Linked DNA regions of Triticum aestivum: region 2 is linked to region 1. A link is a contact called in public Hi-C data. All regions are on one chromosome and are shown on one strand. Each heading gives the region's core, a stretch centred on a gene start, on an enhancer-like site or on the middle of the called end of the contact. The rest is flanking DNA. Distances are from core to core; before and after follow the strand shown. Region 1 holds the start of LOC123092216 (protein ENHANCED DISEASE RESISTANCE 4). Region 2 holds the start of LOC123092219 (serine/threonine-protein kinase AtPK2/AtPK19).

Region 1 (4,525 bases), core at 1,073-3,572:
CGAGCCATCATTCATCGACGAGCTAACACAAAGAGCGGAAGCGCAAAAGAGGTGGTTCACCCAAATTTGTTTGCGCCCTACCAATTTGCAAGCGACCGTGGCATCACCTCGATTCAAAAGAGGTGGTTGTTCATCCAACAAGAATGCAACAAGTATTGTGCCGCACTTGAGAGCGTTGAAGCACGGCCCATGAGTGGTCTCGGCATTGGGGACATGGTATGCTCTCTTATCTTTCGTTGCTACAGCCATGAGACTTCGGCCTTCTATATGTTTGCATGTTCAATTGTTGTTGATTGTGTAGGCATTTAAATCTTTGGAAGCATTCAAGGCCCGACATAATGACAAGCCATTCATTCTTACGCATTGTTGGACGCTCATCAACAATTGCCCTAAGTTCAAAGATCATTATCGTGAATTTCAAAGGAAGAGAGGCAAGAAGACGGCCGCGTTGGCCGGAGGTGGAGATGGTGAGGCGTTGAAGAGGCCGAGGGGCAAGACCAACTCCAAGATTGACGGCATACGTGATGCGTCATCCATGACCTTACATGAGACTTTGCACGACATGATGTCTCAAAAGGATGTGACGGACAAGAAGAAGTGACAAAGCAAGGACGAGCAAATGAAGCATTACCTAGAGTTTCAAAGGAAGAAGCTTAAGATGGAGGAGACGGCCAAGAAGAGGAAGATCGACATGGAGGAGGCGTCCCGGCAAAGGCAACTCGACATCGAGGCCGCCAATGTCACGGCCAGGAAGAGGCAGCTCGACATCGAGGCCACCAATGCCGCAACCAAAGCAAAGGAGGTGGCCCTAGCGATCATGAGCGTGGACTTGACCAAGATGAGCGAGAAGACGAGGAGCTAGTTCGAGGCCAGGCAGAAGGAGATGCTCGACGCCGACAGCCTGAATTAGGTGGTCTGTTCGGCCGTGGCCGTTCTTTTTGGAGGCTGGCATGGGTGCCGGCGAGAAACCTATTCATTTTGAAGGCTGGTTGTGTTGCCGGCGACAAAACTATTCATTTTGTAGGTTGGCTCTGTTGCCGGTCGCTGGTTGAGTCACCGGTGAGGACGTGTAGGCGGGTTGTGTTGCCGACATGAACTAGGGCTGCTCGCATGAACTAGGGCGTGGTTTATTCGAAAATTTACGTTTGAAAAATGAGACAGACCGAATGCGGCCGAAGGATGGGTCCACACGTTGGGCGCACGGTCACCGCATCTCAGAAATGGCCCGGACACGTCCCTATGGCCCGCCCCAAACAGACGTCCGTCTGGGGTCGTGCCCTAGAGTTGGTCTAAAAGGATGAAACTGGGAAGGCAGCAAAGAGTCTCGCGGTCGCGGAGGCAAAGCACGCGTGGATAAAGCGGGCGACTCGGCCCCACACGGTCCCAGCGTCCTGGCACTGCAGCATCCAGAACCACGAGCTGAGGGTTGGACGTGGCGGCGAGGTGCACCGGAGCCCCCCGACCCACCCACCACGAGCACTAGCGAGCACAGCCGCGGAAGGAGTCTAAGGCCCTCCACTATGTAGGCCAAAAGTGATGCTAAATACACTTTTGCTTTATTTGGCACCGGTGCTCTTCATTGCCCAGCCGGTGCCATAAAAAAGATTCTGGGAACCGGAGCAAGTAGCTGCTCCGGTGCCAAATCCACAAGCAGCAAACAATTAGCTCCCTGGCCCACAGAAGAAAGTGAAGCAGACTGAAGACACTCACGTAAAGCAAGTAGTTGATGGCTGGTTGAGTATTTTATTGGCCTCTTGGGTCCAGCTTTTTTCAAGGCTACGAACACCACATTGTGAGACGGGTGCCAAATAATGTCTCCAGGGCATCGCTGCCCAGCCAGCTATATTTTAATAAACGGGGCATCGACTACATAGTGGAAGGCCTAAGAGATCCACAGCCGGCCGATCAACCTCTCCCTCTCCCTATCCCGAGTCATTCCCTTGCGCTGTTACTCCCTCCGGTCCTTTTTACTCTGCATATTAGGTTTGTCTGAAGTCAAACTCATCCAATTTTGACCAAGTTTATATAAAAAATTATTGACATTTACATAACAACACCAACATCATTAGATTCATTTCGGAATATATTTTCATATTATATTTATTAGATATCATAGATGCTAATAATTTTTAATATAAATTTGGTCAAACTTAGTTAAGTTTGACTTTTGGCAAATCCAATGTGCAGAGTAAAAAGGACCGGAGTGAGTATTTTACACCGCGCGCGCGTTTGACCGTGGACTCTCCCTCCTTCCTTCCCCACCTCTCTCTCTCGCTATCGCTCTCCGCTGGCAGCGCGCGGCGAAAGTCTTCCCCGCTGCGCGCAACCCCGTTCAGACCGGGGATCGGGGCATTAAAACTTCCTTCCTACCATCAGTCAACTCTCCTCCTCCCCCTCCTCCTCCAGTCCTCCACTGTGTTGTGTATATACTACTCCTACTCCGCTTGACCTGACCTGACTAGTGGTGAGCCCGGGGGCGAGCGTGGAACTTCCGAGAACTCGAGTCCGAATTGCGAGAGACGGCGACCACGGGCAGGGCTGGTTGCACAAGCTCCCGAGCTTGTGGTGATTGTTGCGCCTCCCGGGGAAGAGTGGTGGAAACAACGAGGTGGAAGCGGCCAGGGAACAACGGGAAAGGTGACTTCTTGGCTTCTTCCCCTCTTCCTCTTCCTCTTCTTCCTTCCGCATTCGGTGCCTTTCCAGAGCCTAGTTTTTTTTCCCCTTCCCTCATCTCCTCCATTTCATCTTTTCTCTCTGTCTCGAGCTGGCTTCCAGATTGCTCTCTTCATGTGCTTGTTCCTAGACATCAGTAAGTCAGCATCGATTGCTCTGTCTTTTCTATTTTATTTTTTCTCTGTACTAGGACTAGGTTGCGACTCCATAGCACATAAGATTTTGTTTCCGAGATACGTACGAACATGTAAGATTCTCCGTCCGTTCCTTATGGAGATCCTACTTTGGATTTCGGCAGGTGTACGTGCTACTACCAACCAACCAACATGCCACAATAAGGTACCAACAATCAGTACCTTATTAGTACTACTACTCTACGTCTTTGTCCCAGTAGATTAATTCTGGATGAGCAAGACAAAGGGATCCCAACAATCACTGCCTTCCGATTTGTTTGTTTCTCTAATCGCCCAACTCCCCAAATAAATTCCTCCCTATTTAGCCAATAGGCCAAAACGCCTATTTGCCTACTGATGATTTCAATGTTTCAACCGCGAAGGCAGTAGTACGTGGTGCAATCTTGCCCCTGCATTTCTTGCTCTTGTTCACCAGCCAATCTTATTTTTCACACAAACAACAGCTAATCTTATTTGTATGTGGTGCTGCAACTGTATTTCTTGCAGTACCTTGTCCTTTACGTTTCTTCAGATTTGTTTCACACCACGGATACATGTCATTCACGTTCAATGGACTTTGAATTTTTTTAGCCAGGTTAGGTTTTCATGCTATTACTCCAACCAGGTGCTAGTGGAATCTCATCATTTTGCTCTTGAATGTTTGCAGATTCTGGACCTCGTATTACAGCATAAAAAGACATCTTTAGCAGGCATATCATTTTGGTGGTAGCTGGTAGATAGCTACCGCCTGGAAATATTGTGGTCTGGGTGATGCCCTTGGTCTTTCTTGTTTGATGGCAAGTGCTAACACAAGCGGGTTTCGCCTTGTGAGGTGCCCAAAGTGTCTTAACATTCTACCAGAACCTGCAAATGTTTCAGTCTACCAGTGCGGTGGATGTAACACCACTCTTAGAGGTACGAATGCCTTGCCACACTCAACTAGCGAGGTTTTCTCCTTATGAACTGGCATACACCAATCGGCTGCTCATTAGTTTCTGAGGAATTGATTGTTCTTTTTGGCATGTGTTTACATTTATGCAGCTAAAATCCGTGTCAGCGATGCCACCAAACAAGTTCGGCAAGACTCTGGGGATTACTCTCTTGTTCCCTCTGTGAGCAATGGGGTGTCGACAAAACAAGTTCGGCAAGACTCTGGTAATTACTCTGTTGTTACCTCTGTGAGCAATGGGGTGTCTCCCCAAAGCAACAAACTGGGTTCTATTGATGCTGCTGCGGATGACTCCATCACGCTTGGTGCTCCAAGCACCGAGATCGAGCAAGAGTGCAATGGCACCGGAAGCAGCGACAAGGGTGATATTATGTCAGATGAGGAGAATGTTATGGAGGTTGCAAATACCGGCGAAGACGGCAGTTCTGATGGGCAGGACACCAATGGAGAAATGGAAGATCTTGCTGCCCTTATACAACCCAGTCGCAGTGGGAATGGCACACAGATAGTAGATTCTGACAAAGAAGAGAACGGCACGGTGGAGCAAAGTGCAGAGAATTCAGAGGCTTGCAAAATAAACGAAGATGGTGATATGGAAAGCAGCCTGAGTACCTCAGAGCAGAACATGCCGTTATCTGAGGATAGAGAATTAGCTAGCAATTTGCCAGAATCTGAGAGTGGAGCACGCCAAACTGAACCCGAACCTGTGGCAAGCAGGAGAAGCAAGCTC
Region 2 (4,525 bases), core at 1,371-3,870, 210 kb before region 1:
TTTGCCAGGCCAAAATCAGTTAGCATGGCCTACAATGGAAGACGCACGTCAAGAAATTTCCCCTCTGGCGATCATAACACGAAGAGTGAAAAAGTAACATAAGAAGACACATTAAAGGAGCCTTACATGGCCATGAGCGTCCAATAAGATGTTCTCAGGCTTCAGATCTCTATGCATAATCCCATTGGCATGAAGGTGGGCTACAGCAGATACAATTTCAGCAGTATAGATGCGCGCAAGCTCCTCCCTACCACATAAGTAGAAGCTTAATAAAAAGGTTGTCACATCTGGATAGGTGTACAGATGAGATTACAGAATTAAATTACCTAAACAAGCCTTGTTGGTAAAGCTGAAAGAAGAGATGCCCCCCATTTACAAAGTCCAAGACCAGATAAAGTCGGTACTTAGTCTGCAAAGTAAGTTTTGGTTTTAGCACTGGCAGATGCAAAACACTACAGATAATGTATTCATGCTTGAAAAAAACAGTGCACACACAGAAATGGTAAACGGCCTACCTGAAAGGAGTACCTCAGCTGCACCACAAAAGGATGATCAACTTTTGTCAGTATATCTCTCTCTGCTTTCATGTACTCAGCATGGTTCTTCTCCAAAATCTTGTCTTTCCTCATGACTTTCATTGCATATATATCTGAAGTACATTTCCTTCTCACCTGATAGACTTTGCCAAATGCCCCTTGGCCAACAAGCTTCAAGAGTTCAAAGTCGTCGAGTCCAACAGCCTCATTCTCCTTTGTTGTATCATTGAGCTCTTCATCACTAAGACTCCCCTGGCCACTTTTCTTTTCTTTAGAAAGACACTCTAGCAGATCTAATGAGCTCTCAGACTCATGTAGAGTAAGCTTACTAAGTGGCAAGGATTGGCTAACAAGTGAAGTTGGGCCAACAAGAGAATGAGATCGCTTGGTAATGACTACAGGGTCATTGTAAACCTCCTCATTCGACTCGGCCAAAGGTGCAGGGCTGCCTGGAGTGAGAATGCTTACTTCTGTGGGGGTCTGGACCGCCGTAGCACCAAAAACATCGTTAAAATCAAACTCAACATTTTCAGGAAGGACAACATCTGGAGGCCCTTTTGGCAGAAGTATCATCCCTGTAAAGAGCTTGGGGCGCTGTGTATGGGTTGTTGTAACTGAAGGTATCTCAGAGGAAACCATCTTCAGGAACCAGGATTCAACACTTTGAGAGTCTTGATGAAAGCTAGCGGTAGCTGCACGGCTTCCCGCTACCAATTCACAGAAATATAGAATGAACACCTTATGAGGCAGCTCTGTCTAAGGGAGGCTCCTTCCACAAATACCCAAGACAACGGAAGATGCAGGGCTGCGAACAATGGCCTTGAACAAGTGGAAGTTCACGGAGACAACAGGAAATCCCAGGAATCCCGGGCAAAGGCAGGGCGGGAAGCTTCCGTTGTTTCCCGATGAACAGGAAACTCTGGATGCCACTGTTCTTCCTGAATACATGAGATCAACTTGTCTATGGGCTGCACGCAGAAGGATATTATAGTTAATTCAACAATTTCACAAATAAGGAAGCTTGTACTAAGAAAAACATTGGGATTATTCAAAGTATAAAACCATGTGCTCATCTGCAAATTGAATCGGTAGGGCACCATGTTATCTTAAGCAGAGACTAAACGTAAAGACAGTTAAAGCGTGTTCTAAAAGTAATTTGCTACTGAAGTTAGAAAAAAGGGTTTTCCAATCAGAGGAACAACAGCATTCCAAATTTAGCCCCAAAAGTCATGAGACCCACCCAACCAGGATACGTCTCTACCTCGAAATAACCCCGATTGATGAAACGTCCATCCTATGCCCGATCTAGTGCCTATCCAAACACGAAGCCCAACTAAAATTGGCATTCCCATCTGCCAAGAATGGGGACGCGTGTCAATAAACCCAGACAAAAAAGAACGGGAAGGAAACTTATTGGAGAGCTCACAAATTTACTGCGTATCCACACCTCTCGCAGCTAACACCCAAATTAACCGTACAAAACCATAGGAGTACTTTTTCTAACATAATATACACGCACCGAATTACACTCAGAAGGACACAATTACCATGGAAGGTCAAGGCATCAGCTAAATCCCAAATCGACGACTAGCCCCTGCCCACTATGAGCGCCACAGATCCAAAGAACGGAATCCTGTGCAGATCTAACAGACCCACGAATCTGCGCCCAGGCACCAACGCAATTGGGCGCCGCGAAACCCGCAGCGCTAACCGGTCAGACGAGCAATCGCAAAACCTTAACTGCACCCGAAATAATCGGAAAAAGACGCGTAAAAGAGGCGTGCTCGAGCCGGACGAACGTCCCGGCGAGGAGAAAATAGAAGGAAACGGAGGAGAGGAGGGCCGGAGAGACCACGGCTACGAACCTTTGCGGAGGGTGAGGGGGACGGCTGGAAGCGGCGGCGAGTGCACGGCGATCCCCTGCGGCGGGGCGGCGAGGGGGCTCCTATTATAGAATAGGGGCGTGGTGTGCGGGGCTCCGGTAACCGTAAGGGGACGCGTGGCGGGCTCGCATTGGTGGACTCCGTTAACGGGATCGAGGCGGGCTCGCGATGCGAGTTGGCTTGTGGCGAATATGCTGCGCCGCCGAGATGGGCCGCCAGTTGGACCACCTGGGGCCCGCTGTCATGGTCACGGGGGGAAAGGAAGAGGCACGCGGGCAGTTCTGGTGGTTGTCAATCCGCTCTCTCCTCGCGCAAAACGCGAGGGGTTATCTTGGTTTGGCGCCAAGGTTGCTTCTAGTTTTTGGTTTGGTTTCCCCCCTGCGAAAGGGATAGAGAGATAGAGCTCTGCCGTGTGCTGTGTAGGCCAAGCCAAAGTTTTTTTCTTTTCTTTTGCGGGCCAAGCCAAAGGGAGCGTGTTAGAGAGGTTGTGTAAAGAATCTTGTTTTTATGGATCGGTTTCTTCTCTGAACCACACGTCTTATCTCTTTTTGAATAGTTTCAAACTTTGAATTGCTTACATCACGTTTTATCTCTTTTTTTTAAGGAATGCCATCATGGCTTATTTTATTGACAGTTTTGCTAAGTCTCTGTCGACTGAGACTTAGTTATGTCTCAGTCGATCTCTATTCGTTTGATCTTTGCGTGGAGATCCATGCAATTTTTTTCTTTTTTTTCTTTTTCTTACTTATATCATGTCACTTGACTGAGACTTGATTAAGTCTCAATCGGCTAAGACCTAGACACACCTTTTTATTGATTAACACCAAACGTCATTCATGAGAAGCTCGAAAATAAAAGAGAGAGAATTGTCTGCCAATTACGTGAAAATCTTTGCTTGGTTAAATTTTTCTCGTTTTAAGATTGTTTTTTGCCCAAGGGGTTGTAATAAAGTAGCTGACACTTTAGCTGCTCATGGTGTGCGTATGACCCATGCATCCTCAGCCTTGTGGCCTGATGGGGCGCCAGACTTTGTTCATGCGATGATTGCCAGCGATTTGGCTGGTTGTTTTGGTTAATGGAATAGAGAGTATTCCGGCTCAAAAAAAACTGTGCACAAATTGGACATCTCCTATCTCGAAACCAAGTCCACACAATCAACACACGTTGTCGCATCTTCACACCACCATGTAGACGATCCCATACACGCTCCTACTACTCTAGTAGAATCATACTCCACAATAATATGATGATATCCCCTCGACGCTACCAACGAAAGGCCCTCCCTCGTAGCGTATGCTCCCATCAACGATGCATTAGAAGCATCGGGAAAGAAAGTACATGTTGCAACAAAATTAGCATGTGAATCACAGATCACTGCGCTGTTGAAAATATGTCCTAGCAATACTATTTTTTTTATTTCCACGTTCATAGTTAATGTTTATATTGAAGGAAATATGCCCTAGAGGCAATAATAAAATAGTTATTTTATATTTCCTTATATCAAGATAAATGTTTATTATTCATGCTAGAATTGTATTACCCGAAAACTTGATACATGTGTGTGGATACATAGACAAAACATCGTGTCCCTAGTAAGCCTCTACTAGACTAGCTCGTTAATCAAAGATGGTTAAGTTTCCTAACCATATACAAGAGTTGTCATTTGATAAACGGGATCACATCATTAGGAGAATGATGTGATGGACAAGACCCATCCGTTAGCTTAGCATATTGATCGTTCAGTTTTATTGCTATTGCTTTCTTCATGTCAAATACATATTCCTTCGACTATGAGATTATGCAACTCCCGGATATCGGAGGAATGCCTTGTATGATATCAAACGTCACAACGTAACTGGGTGATTGTAGAGATGCTCTATAGATATCTCTGAAGGTGTTTGTTAGGTTGGCATAGATCGAGATTAGGATTTGTCACTCCGAATATTGAAGAGGTATCTCTGGGCCCTCTCGGTAATGCACATCATAAGAAGCCTTGCAAGCAATGTGACTAATGAGTTAATTGTGTGATGATGCATTACGGAACGAGTAAAGAGACTTGCTGGTAACGATATTGAACTAGGTATGAAGATACGACGATCGAATCTC

What was found. A called contact is a pair of places that touch in the nucleus more often than the background predicts.
Region 2: a contact with region 1 is called in a Hi-C map of leaf, with 5 times the contacts expected there. The contact joins the promoter of LOC123092219 here to the promoter of LOC123092216 in region 1. A contact is called at or near these places in 4 of 5 Hi-C or Micro-C datasets (leaf and an unstated tissue).

Annotation. Positions count from the first base shown.
Region 1 is chr4B:373,077,099-373,081,623 of IWGSC CS RefSeq v2.1, reverse strand. It overlaps LOC123092216 (protein ENHANCED DISEASE RESISTANCE 4), which reads left to right and starts at 2,322. Exons shown (of 4, transcript XM_044513918.1): 1 at 2,322-2,637; 2 at 2,972-3,012; 3 at 3,514-3,761; 4 at 3,888-4,525. The coding sequence starts at 3,641.
Region 2 is chr4B:373,289,430-373,293,954 of IWGSC CS RefSeq v2.1, reverse strand. LOC123092219 (serine/threonine-protein kinase AtPK2/AtPK19) reads right to left here and starts at 2,620. Exons shown (of 7, transcript XM_044513921.1): 1 at 2,402-2,620; 2 at 516-1,504; 3 at 327-409; 4 at 127-247; 5 at 1-29. The coding sequence starts at 1,175.